2 separate regions of the Mus musculus genome follow, and region 1 is linked to region 2. Evidence: chromatin contacts called from public promoter capture Hi-C data. All regions are on one chromosome and are shown on one strand. Each heading gives the region's core, a stretch centred on a gene start, on an enhancer-like site or on the middle of the called end of the contact. The rest is flanking DNA. Distances are from core to core; before and after follow the strand shown. Region 1 has its middle 11 kb from the start of Irf1. Region 2 holds the start of Hint1 (histidine triad nucleotide binding protein 1).

The links. Promoter capture Hi-C pulls out the DNA fragments that hold promoters and counts their contacts.
Region 1: a promoter capture Hi-C map of liver shows a contact between it and region 2, with 3 times the contacts expected there. The contact joins the enhancer-like site here to the promoter of Hint1 in region 2. A contact is called at or near these places in 5 of 39 promoter capture datasets (embryonic stem cells, hippocampal neurons, liver and 1 more), 1 of 484 Hi-C or Micro-C datasets (B cells) and 4 of 115 datasets of contacts at active chromatin or transcription factors (astrocytes, embryonic stem cells, large pre-B cells and 1 more).

What each region holds. Positions count from the first base shown.
Region 1 is chr11:53,778,134-53,784,168 of GRCm38.p6, forward strand. It overlaps a transcript of Irf1 not described here. Among named protein-coding and RNA genes, the nearest start is that of Irf1, 11 kb to the left of the region's middle. Within about 2 kb of position 1,893, at least 30 of the 459 cell types and tissues checked have an H3K27ac peak or open chromatin away from gene starts, as enhancers often do. A contact at or near this core is called in liver, where this site is marked.
Region 2 is chr11:54,863,631-54,870,047 of GRCm38.p6, forward strand. It overlaps Hint1 (histidine triad nucleotide binding protein 1), which reads left to right and starts at 2,753. Exons shown (of 3, transcript NM_008248.3): 1 at 2,753-2,970; 2 at 6,218-6,322. The coding sequence starts at 2,860.

The sequences.
Region 1 (6,035 bases), core at 643-3,142, 1.1 Mb before region 2:
AAAATGTGTCCAGAGATACATTCAGGAACTTGATGTTTAATTTCAAGAAAAGTTTGAATCGCCCCAGGTGACTGTGGTTTGGACTCACCTGGAAACGGTTTGGGGCTGAATGACTGAAGGACAGGACGGAATGAAGGACTGATTGCTGGCTAGTTCACGCCTACCTGCTTATTTTAGATGTTAATTCTGAGCGCTGAATACCAACCCCACAGCATACATTATACATGCACATAGGACGATCAGAGGGCTACTTCCTTTGGTGTCTTATTCCTCGGGTACTTTATGGTTTTGTGTTTGAGATGGTCTCTGGCCTGGACTGTCACCGGGTAGCCTGTCCCTAACTGGCTGAGCTCCAGGGGTCCGTTTCCCTGATTCCCGCGTTGCAGTTACTGGGAATCACTGTCACCTGCACCACCACACCTGACTTTATAAGGGCTCTGGGGCTTGAACTCTCAGGCCTGCACACTTCAAAGCAAGTGCTTTACAGACTGAGCCAACACCCCCCACACTGCCCCTCCCCCACTCCCATGCCCTTGTGCTGAAGTAAAAACCAACAGTTCTTTAAGACAAGGCCCTACTCCTGTAAGTACCTGAGGTGCAAGGTCTCGGGACTTCTGTAAGACTGTAAGAGTAGTCACTGTTCTTTTGTTTTGTTTTTTGAGACAGGGATTCTCTGTGTAGCCCTGGCTGTCCAGGAACTCATTCTATATAGACCAGGCTGGCCTCGAACTCAGAAATCCACCTGCCTCTACCTTCGGAGTGCTGATATTAAAGGCATGTGCCACCACTGGATGTGGTCATCCTTAATTGTCATCATGCTGTGTGAGTGGCAGGTGGGTTCCTGCTGGGTGACCATCCTGTATGAGGGTGGGGGTGGGGTCCTTAATTGCAGGAAGATCACCTCCTTAGTTCTTTGATGACCTATTCCTTGCTAAGAACTAGATTTGAGGTGGTTAGACTCATGAGGCATCTATGGAGTTTCCTAGTGGGTGACTTTCTAAGTCATGGTGGGTAGGAGTGAGTAGTGTGAAGCCAGCTGGACTGGAGGAACCCAATCTACCACAGACAGACCACTTCTGACTTTAATCTCCTTCAATTTGATCCCCAATGGAGAGTAGGCAGTTGTGATACATGGAAGTCCCAAGCAGCAGGGGAAGTCTCATGCTCTAATAAGCAAAGCTTATCAATTATCAGAAACGTGCAATGGATCAAAGGCATTCTGCTATCAGCTCCCAACCTCCAGGACCAAGATGGAGTCCAAAGCTCCTCTTATGGATAGAGCCATGGGATGTCCAGAGAGGGATCAAACCTCCCAGGGCAGCTAGATCCTAGGGACCAACCAAACCTTGAGGATCATCACGATTAGTAAGAGTGGTCGCACCCTAGATTTCAGCCCTTGCCTGGAAGATGAGCACTGTAAAATAAGACTGCTCAAATAAAGGTGGCAGCTGGAGCCTGGAATGGTGCAATATGAGTATAAATTGAGCCTAATTTAGGCCTACAATAATTCTAAGAACTTTACAGTGCTTCTGAGGGCTGTTCCTAAAAGTTTCTGTCTAACCACTAATGGATACTCTTGGCTGAGCAACTGGAAGGTCACTGAAGGATGAATTTTCTTGGGGTTATGATGATAATGATAGCTATCAAGGACCACTCTCCAATGGGGTTAACTGATAAAAAGGTGGGGTTCATAGGAAAAGCCCCACTTTTGCCAGCTCAGGTGAGGCAGTTGTAGAGTCTATACTGGATTTTACGTGGTTATGGCTGGTGGCCCAAATTCATAGATATTTGGGGGCATTTCTGCTGAGTCACTGGGGTTCCTCCTTGCCTTATTCCAAAGGTATCACTTTAGCTGAGGTGGCTTGTTTATTCACTTCTTGGAAGCAAGCCAGAGACAATGTATCAGCTTCTAACATCTGTCTGTGCCCTGGCTCAAAGGATAAGAAATTTCTCACCGGGCAGTGGTGGTGCACACCTTTAATCTCAGCACTTGGGAGGTAGAGGCAGGCAGATTTCTGAGTTCAAGGCCAGCCTGGTCTACAGAGTGAGTTCCAGGACAGCCAGGGCTACACAGAGAAACCCTGTCTCCAAAAACAAAACAAAACAACAAAAAAAGATTTCTCAAGTTTCTCTCAAAGCCTCTCGTGAGGCCAGTGGCTGAGAGCTGAGACCCTGGGGAAGGCTTGGTAGGAGGTGGAGCCCCTTTCCACTGGAAGCAAAGCATTCTTGTTGGGGCCAGGCCTTGCCCAACAGGTCAGATCCAAAACTCTACTCCTGTACAGGGGAGGGCAGTGTGCAGGTCCATGAGTGTGCCGGGACTGTCCTGTTAGAACTCAGCAGGAAGCCTTTGCTTGTGTCATATGCTGTTTCTTAACCCATGTGAATTGGTCAGATCCCTGCCTCGCTGTCCCAGAGGCAGGAGGCCTGGGTGGGAATGAGCTGGGGCATACCTTATCTCAGGGCTCCCTGGGGGACTAATCTGAGGCCTCACTGGCTGGCCTTGTAGTTTCCCTAGCTCCAAGGAGCTCCTAAGAGACTTATTTCTGCTTTTACTTTATTTTAGTCTTTTTTTTTTTAAGACAGGGTCTCTCTCTCTCTCTCTCTCTCTATATATATATATATATGTATATATATATATATATATATATATATATGTCTGGCTGTCCTAGAACTCAATATGTAGACTAAACTGACCTTAAACTCCCAGAGATCTATCTACTTGTCTCTGCTTCCCAAGTACTGGGATTAAAGTATGCCCAGCAGTTGCTGTTCCTCCTCAGGAGATTTCAAAAGCCCCTAATTCTGGCAGTGAGGTCTGTGATGTCTACAGTTAGAGTTTCCTTTCAATTGGGGAGATGCTGGAATCATGAGGTAATGCATGAATATCAAGTGGAAATGACAAGAGGCAGACATCTACCTGCCAACCATCTACCAGGAGAACTGAATCAACAGCGAGGGCTCAGCTGGACTACATTTAGGTGGACATGACAACACAGCCCAGCCCCACATACACAAGCACACATGCACATACCTCTCCCCACCACCAATCACTTGCTCACAAACCAGAAATCGATGTTCAACAAGGCTAAGGGGCTCGCCCAAGATGACTTAGCTAATCATTATGGAGGCTGGCTTCTAAACCACCTCTGTCCATGCCCAGAACCCAGTCTGGTTCCATCCACAGTATCATGGTTTCTGCAAGAAGGAAACAGAGAATAGCTGGGGACCCCATGCCAAGAAGGTATTTGGGACTCTTGAGCTGTGGCCACACCCTCCGACACCCTGGAGTCTAGGGTCTAGACAGTTGTCTGTACTTCCCTGGGGCCCCAGTGGCAAGAAGCTTGGCCTTCAAGAGAAGCAATGCTTTATTTACCTGGGCCTAGGAAGCTGCCTGGTGTTTCAAGGGCTAGGGCCCCAGGGAGCAGAGATACAGACAAGGCTTGTAACTTGACCTCAGAGCAGGGGGCAGCTTGGTTGTAGGTGTTTGCTCCAGAGGACTCTGGCCTGCCAGGGCTTAGCTCCAGGCTTCAAAGCATACTTTGTTAGCCATGTTTCTGTCTGAGCAAAGTGACCAGTTCTGCTCTAAACCAAGTCCATCTGGGAGGCGGAGGCAAGCAGATCTTTCTGAGTTCTGGCATACATAATGAGTTCTAGGCCTGCCAACATGCCAGCCTGCCAGGGCTATAGAGAGAGACCGTGCCTCAAACAAACAAAGCAACAACAAAACCCCACCATGAACAAAGCAAGAAGTTCTGGCATGTTGACCACAACAGGCCAATGTTAGGCTGCGGTTGGGGATGCAGACCCCACCTGTGGGAGGTAGAGCGTCATTGTCATAGCTGGGGACCCGTGGTTCCCTTCCAACTCTTTTAGCTAGCTTACTGGAATATAGAGGGGAGCCGCATGTTTCGTGACAGCCAGAGCAAAGACTGGATGGAGCCTGGCAGTCCTTTGCATGAGGATTGCAGGAGGAGGACTGTGAGGAGGGCAGGAAGGAAGGCCTGAAGGGGTGGTCCAGTTTCCCACGGCCGTTCATCAGCACTCTGGTGCTGGAGAGCACTGAACAGCCGGACACAGATGCTGAGCCCAGGAGAGCCCATGCTCCCAGCTGGCGGAGTCAGCTTTAGGTCACTTGGGAGGATCCTATTCTCAGTCTCTGCCCATTCTAAGAGGTGTCATGTGGGTCCTCATAGACAAAGTGTTAGCCCTCTCCTGTGTGCCTAGGTGGTCCATGGAGAGCTGAATTCTATTGGACTGGAAACTCCCCGGGGACAAATGTCTCCTCTCTACATTCTCACAGTGCTTCGACCCCAACTTACATTTGAGCACCCATGTCCTTGGCATGTACTTTGCTGAGCTTGCCTGGACCCTAAGTTTCAAGAGAGCAGCTGTGGGATCGGGGTACCTGTGAGTGACTAGGCCTGCCTCTGCAGTAGAGTCCTGACCAACCAGCAATCAAAGGTGAAGGTTTGGGGACAAGGGCCACTGTGTGTATGACAGATGTAGCACAGTCTGCCTGTGTTCCCAGCGGGACTGAAGTTGGAAAGTCATTCTTTTTTTTTTTTTTTTTTTTAAAGATTTATTTATTTATTATATGTAAGTACACTGTAGCTGTCTTCAGACACACCAGAAGAGGGAGTCAGATCTCATTACGGGTGGTTGTGAGCCACCATGTGGTTGCTGGGATTTGAACTTCAGACCTTCGGAAAAGCAGCCGGGTGCTCTTACCCACTGATGGGTATTCTATTTTAAAAACATACAAGAATACCTAGTAGGGCCGGGCGTGGTGGCACACGCCTTTAATCCCAGCACTGGGGAGGCAGAGGCAGGCAGATTTCTGAGTTCGAGGCCAGCCTGGTCTACAGAGTGAGTTCTAGGACAGCCAGGGCTACACAGAGAAACCCTGTCTCAAAAAACCAAAAAAAAAAAAAAAAAAAAAAAAAGAATACCTAGTAGGATAGCCAAGTGGGTAAGGGCACTTGCCGCCAAGTCTGATTCCCCTGAACTCACTATGGAAAAAGAGAACCAGCTCCCACAGGTTGCTCTCTGACTTCGACACATGTGCTGGGTCATATGCACTATATAAATACTCATTAAAACACACACACACTCAAGTGCTATCTCATTATAAAGAAAGGGTGTGGATGTGGGTGGTGGGGAAGTGGGGACGATTTGTGAGGAGTTGGGGGAGAGGAAACAGAGAACAGAATATATTGTATGAAAAGAATCTTATTTTCAATACGCAAATAAAAACATGGTTTAGTTATGCAAAGAGGAAGCGGTATGAGGAAATAAAAACATTTATTAAAGGCATCTGCAGGACAGCACCCGGAAGTGACCAGGGCATTACACTTTTAGAAGTTCTGATGTAAGCACATTGTGGCATTCGCTCATGCGTGCAGCTGAGGATGCTGTGCCAGGCCGGCATAGGTAGAAGATACCTCACTCCCCAACCTCATCTTTCTAGCATCTTCGGATCTCAAGGGCTGGTCATACAGGAAGCAGACTTGGGAGGTGCAGAGGAGACGGCACCAAGGGTTTCAGTCTGCTCAGAAATGGAGAGAGGGTCCCTGGGATTTGAGATTTCTAGTTCATCAGAGAAGGTCCCAGGGCCAGCTGCTTACCCTACTTGGGGGTCAAGGTTTTGTCTAGCCTTTCTTGCCTCTGCTCTCCCGCTAAGGGGCAGACAGAGGCCTAGCTAGAATTTCCCCTCCAGCTCCCAGCCTAGGCTCAAAGGGCAGAAGAGGAAGGAATGAAGGCAGACAGGCTGTCACCTCTTGAGAAAGGGCTCAGGGGAATTCTGGCTATCATGGAAGTCAGGGGTATACAATGGAGCCTCTAATATCTTCCTGCTGCTACACCAGGCCAGAGCTGCCCTCAGATTCTGCAAGACTCAGGCCAGGCTCTGACCTGCTCCTCTGCAAAGTGCAGGCATTTGGTAGGAAAGGCCTAGCCCTCTGGGCTCCCACAGCTGGGGTGCATCTGACCCCACCCTCCCCTCCTCCATCTGCATACCCCTTCCCCCTATTGTCCAG
Region 2 (6,417 bases), core at 1,503-4,002:
CTGACACCATGGTTTACACTTTACAAACATCCTTTTGGCTGTGTGCAGAGACAAGAGTTCAAGGTCATCCTCAGCTAAATAGCAAATTCAGGTTCTGCCCGCTACAAGATGAGATCCTGTCTCCAAAAGATAAACATACCTGAGGCTCAGCTTTAAGTGCAAAGTACATGCTACATAAACATGAGGATTGATCCTCAGCACCACAAAAGCAAACCCACTTACCTATACACCACCCTGCCCCTACTGTTGGAACGTAGGTTGTACTAACTGGATATCCAGTTAGTCATCTCTGTCAGTGAAATATAAAAATTTATAGCGTCCCATAGCAAAGTTTGGTAATTTACAATAACCTATTTCCTGTCTAATGAATGTCTATGAGGGAAAAGAGTTCATAACGATCTAAAGATAAAAGAATGGGGCATGTGGCGGTGGTGGTGTGTGCCTTTAATCCAGGAGGCAGAGGCAGTCAGATCTCTGAGTTTGGGGCCAGACTGGTCTGTGGGGTGAGTTCCAGGACAGCCATGGCTACACACACACACACACACACACACACACACACACAGACAGACAGACACACCTTGAAAAAAACTAAATAAATAAATAACGTTGTCAAAAGAGTAAGTTGCAGATGTAATATTCTTATTCTTTTGCCTCTAAGTACATAAGCGGTTTTCCCTACATTATATCACTGTTCCTCAAAGCCACAGCACCAGGGCCAAAAGCATCATCTAGAATGTACTAGAAACCTAACTAAGAGGACCATAAGCATCATCTAGAATGTACTAGAAACCTAACTAACCATAACTAACTAACCATAACTAACCATAAGCCAGGCCAACTGATATTCATGACCTTTTCGGTAGTTACGGAAATAAACGAACATGACTCCTAATCTAATGTCTTATGTTTAGACATTATTTACCAGTGATTGCAAAGTACCAGTAATGGCTCTGATAGCAAAGAATAGGACACCAAGACTGCCAACAACCACTATCAATAATTTTGTCAAGACAGGAGCTTAAGGTCATCCTTGGCTACATAGCAAGTTGGAGGCCAGCCTGGGCTATATGAGACACTGTCTCAATAATGGTAATAATAATTTTGTTGAGACAAAGTAGTCAAATATCATCATATAGGGCAATTCAAAGGAAATAGCTTTTCCATTTATTTATTTATTTATTTATTTATTTATTTATTTATTTATTTATGAGACAGGATTTCCTGGAACTTGCTCTTTAGACTAGGCTGGCCTTGAACTCAGAGATCTGTCCGCCTCTGCCCTAGAGTGCTGACATTAAAGTCATGCACTACTATCATCTGGCTTAAGTTTTCCCATTTTATTTTTTTTTAATTATGTGTATACATGTGTGTGTGTGTGTGAGACCTGTGTGCTCACATGTCCATGGGTGACTGAAGACATCCTGCTAGGCCAAAGGCATCTGACTTCCCTGGAGCTGGAGTTACAGGCAGTTGTGATGTTTGTGCTGGCCTCTGTGAGAACAGTTTGTGTTCTTGATCGCTGAACCATCTCTCTAAGTCCCCAAGGTTTCTTCCTATGGCCACTTGGAGATTGTCAGATAAGAGGGCCAGGAACAAAATCTAATGAGGTATGGAAATGGAGGCTTAGCGTGCAGGAAAAAAAAAAAAAAAAACCAACATCCAGAGGGCAAGGGTGTGAGATGTTGAAAGAAGACAAGGGTAACAACTGTAGCAACCAGGCCAACAGATCTATATGACAACTGCGATTGTCTAGAGAACGCTGATTGGAGGTCCTGCCTAATCCCGACAAGGAGGAAATGACCCAAAGGACCAATGATGACAAAGTGCACACCATATGTAGAAAACACTTTTTAGGAGGAGCAAAGGGATAGAGAGGAGGAAGGGTGGAGGTGGGGCCAAGGAAGACTTTTTGTTTCTTCCAGGTGGAGCATCTTACCTGAAGCTGATTCCTGCCGGGGAAAATGGCCCAAGAGGCTTACAAACAACTGCCACCTAAGGTCTCATCTCTGCAGTCTTGGACTTAATTGATGCAGAGTGTGGCCAGAGATGTTTAAAGAGCTCCCAAGTGGTTTTTAGTGTGTAGTTATGACTGAGAATTGCTGCCACACACAGCAAGAAACAAACAAACAAAAAAACCCCACCTGATGTAAGACTTCACCTGGCTCTTAGCTAAGGCCTCAAACAGCTGAGGGTTTAAACGATCACGGTCAAGAGCACTTGTTCCTCTTGCAGAAAGGACCAGGCTTCAGTTCCCTCCACCCACATGGCTCACAACTGTAACTCCAGTTCCAGGGGATCCAAAGCATTAGATGTGATTCACTCTTACACATGCTTGCAAAATACTCATCTACATATAAAATAAAAATCTTTTTTAAAAAATTAAAAAAGGGAAGGCTAAGGTATCACACCCAGTAAATGTGATCAGAACAACTTGAAATAGAAACCAGACTGTTCTGGAGCAGGGTCTCGGGTAGCCCAGGCTGGCCTCAAACAATGTGGAGAAGGATGAACTAAACTCTTCCATCCTCCTGTCTTCATTTCTCAAACTCTGGGATTACAGGCGTGCAGCACCAAGCCGGGCTCGTGAGAGGAAGGGATCAAACCTAGAACTCCGTACGCGCTTGGAAAGCACTGTACCAAGCCGAGCCTCCTCCCAGAACTGGCAAATCAAAATTTCCTATAGAGGTGCAGAGGCAAAGAAAGGGCGTTTCCTCCGCCCATTTCGTTCCCTCGCTCGCCGCACGCCGGCGCCAGTGCGCACGCGCAGGCCCACCGGGCGCGAGCCGGCAGTCTCCGCGCGCTCCCGCGGTTCCTCTCCCCACTGTGGCCGCGGCGCGGGAAGGACAGTGAGCGGCCGCGATGGCTGACGAGATTGCCAAGGCTCAAGTGGCCCAGCCCGGCGGCGACACGATCTTCGGCAAGATCATCCGCAAAGAAATCCCCGCCAAGATCATCTTCGAGGACGACCGGGTAGGCTTGCCGCTTGCCCGGCGACACGCCGGCGTTCCCTGAGGAGCCGCGGGCCTGAGGCGACGCGCGGCCCGGCTGGCCTGGCCCTGCGCCCGCGTGGCCCTGCGGCGCGTGCCTGCGCTCGGGTTACGCGTTATCGGCCGCTCGGCCCGCCGCGTGTCGCGGCCCTGGTGAGGTGATGCGGGCGGAGGCCCCGGGAGGTGACGCCCGCCCGGGCCCCCTGTAAAGTGCAGACCCGTGGGGTGACGCCCACCGGGGCCCGCGGCCGCCACCCACCACGCGGGTGTCAATCTGGCCTTCGGGAAACCGGATCCTGCCCCCGGCGCAATCTCCGCGATCTCCCGCGCGCAGCGGTCCCCGCACTGCGAGGTGACCGGGGATTCGAGATCCTTATGCTCCCTGTCCCCTGCTCCGGCTGCAGACGTTGCCTCTGGGGACTGGAATTAGCCCTTCAAGCTTTTTAAAAAAATACTGCTTTAGGGTGTTTTGTTTGTTTTATTTTAATAGATCGGCTTCACTACTCTAGGCAGGCCATGAACTTGCTGACTAACTAACTGGGGCGGACCTTGAACCCTTGATCCCCCGCCTCCACCACCCATATGCTAAGGATTGCAGGCAGCCCACACCCTGCTGATCGGAGAAAACATTTATGGTGCAAGATCCAAAGTTGTATTTTTTCCCCTCCTTGATAGATGAAATCTCAGTCGATAGTGAAGACCAATTTTGTAAATTATTCCCTAGACAGTTCTGTTTATGGCTTTCAGTCTCACATAAAGCAGGGTGGGAGCTTGGCCCATTGACCAAAAGGTTTTATACGGGTTTGTTCAGTTCACTTTAAGAAACATGCAATATGAGAAAGCATTAATGCTACTGGTAATGTTCACATAGACTTGAAATAGTACTCCAAATTTCATTGGGTTCTTGAGGTGAGTTTTATTTAAATTGCCTGTATTTGTCACTAGTCTTAGAAAAAGGCCCATTTCATTTACAAAGTTTGCAAGTCTTTTAGTGTGTTCTGTAATCCCAGTCCCACCATCCATAAGACTGGCCAGCCTGTATTATGGAATAAGACCCTAACTCAAAAACAAAGCAAAACAGAACACTTGCAAAGAAAGAAAGAAAAAGCTTTAAACACAAAACCAGCATCCTGTGGTTCTTGCACTTGGAAGGTGGAGGGAAGAGAATCAGTTTAAGTCCAACCTGGCCTATATGGAGACCCCACATTAAAAAACAAAACAAACAAAAGAGAACCATTGTTTGCAGTTGTTTTGATAAATGGTCTTTGAAATAATGATTGAACTTGAGTATTACTGGCTGAGACATTCTAAATGACACAGCATTTTATAGAGTATACCAAGTAAAATTACTCCCTAGACAGGTAAGTATGGCTGGGTCCTGTTAGGAAGAGAGCATGAGATATAAAACACCCATACAAGGCGGTACCTGCACAGGAAAACAGAACAAAACAGGAAGTTGCAATCAGGACTTCGATCTGGAAAAGGTGGGAGGGGAAGGGAATCAGGTTTGTTTCCAAAATTATAAAGATGGAGGCAGAGGAGATGGTTCAGTGGCTAAGAGTACTTATTCTGAAAGCTTGAGGACCTGAGTTCAAATCCCAGCACCCATGTTTAAGCTGGGCTTAGCTGCATGTGCCTGTGACTCTAGCAGTTTGGTGACAAAGTAGTGGAGCCTGCTGGCAGCTGGCTAGTCAGCCTAGGCAAACATTTAGTTCAATGAGAACTTAAGGCAATAAGGTCCACAGCAATACAAGATGTTTCCATGCATAGGTTGCTCATCCATACATTCATGTGTGTGGATCACACACATGCACGTACACAAAAAGTGAGAGAAATTATTAACACAGGAAGAATTAGATTTTTCAAGTTGAGGAATATATAGTGTTTAAATTAAACAACAGTTGGGGTTAACAGAGGGGCTGGAGAGATGACTCAGTGGTTAAGACCCGTGTTTGATTCCTAGTACCCACATCTGGTTGCTCTGGACTGACTGTCGTCTGCAGTTCAGGGAATCCAGCTTCCTCTTCTGGCCTCCATGGGCAGACACTCAGTGTGAATATGGTGCACATCCATACATGCAGGCAGAAAAAGAAATAATCTTACAGAATAAAGAGCTGGGTGGTGGTGGCACATCTAGCACTCAGGCAGAGATAGGACAGTCTCTGAGTTGGAGGCCAGCCTGGTCTTCAGAGTGAGTTTCAGGACAGACAGGGCTACACAGAGAAACCCTGCCTTGAAAAAAGAAGGAAAATAATTAACTTTTTAAAAAAATGAGAGAGGGGGAGAGAGAATACAAGAGAATTATTGCACGGGGACTATCTATGGACAGTGTGGTTTGAGCCAGAGGACTTGAATGAGATCAGCCTGTTAAGGCTGATGGGACTAAATTTTCCTCATCCATTGTTTCAGTAACTGCTTTGTTGCTGTGAAGAGACATTAAGGGAACTCTTACAAAAGAAAACTTTCTTTTTTTTTTTTTTTTTTTTTCAAGACAGGGTTTCTCCATGTAGCCCTGGCTGTCTTATGTCTTAGAACTTACTTTGCAGACCAGGCTGGCCTCTGCCTGCCTCTGCCTTCTAAGTGCTGGGACTAAAGGCATGCGCCACCACTGCCCAATTCTTTTGATTTTTTTCAAGAAAGGATCTGTGTAGTCCTGGCTTGTCCTAGAACACACACTATATTAGGCTGGCATCCAGCTCACAAGAGATTCACTGCCTCTGCTTCCGAAGTGCTGGGGCTAAAAGGTGTGTACCACCACTGCTACCACCCAGCTAAAAGAAAACCTTTGAGAACTTGCTTACAGTTTTAGAGGTGTAGTCCATTCCTATGGTGAGAAGCATGGGGGTGTGGGGGGAGAGAAAGAGCTATCGTGAGCATGCTTGATGACTAAGCATTCAAGTGTACAGGCCTGTGAGAACTATTAAGGCACAGATGCAGTGTCACTGTCTCAGAATGGCTGTCCTTAATCACCCAGTCCAAACCATACTCCTCTGTGATGATTGCCCCTCTCACCCTTTCATAATGTGTGTGACCACTAAGAATCACATCTCTGCTTAGGCTCCATCCTAAGACTAAGTTACGTGCAAAGGATTGTGAGGCCATGTACATTATGTACACATCTGTTTCCTTAGCGACTGTTTGGTGCCTCCCATTCAAACTGCTTGACAGAGAGTGTTTTAGCCTAGCAGGTGATATACTAAAGCTTCTATTGTTTTGTTTTTTTTCCCTAGTGTCTTGCTTTTCATGACATTTCCCCTCAAGCACCAACACACTTTCTGGTGATACCCAAGAAGCATATATCCCAGATTTCTGTAGCAGATGATGATGATGAAAGTGTAAGTAAATTTCTAACATTACACTTTTTGTTTGTTTGTTTTCTCTATGTATCCCTGGCTGTCCTGGAATTTCCTATGTGGACCAGGCTGGCCTG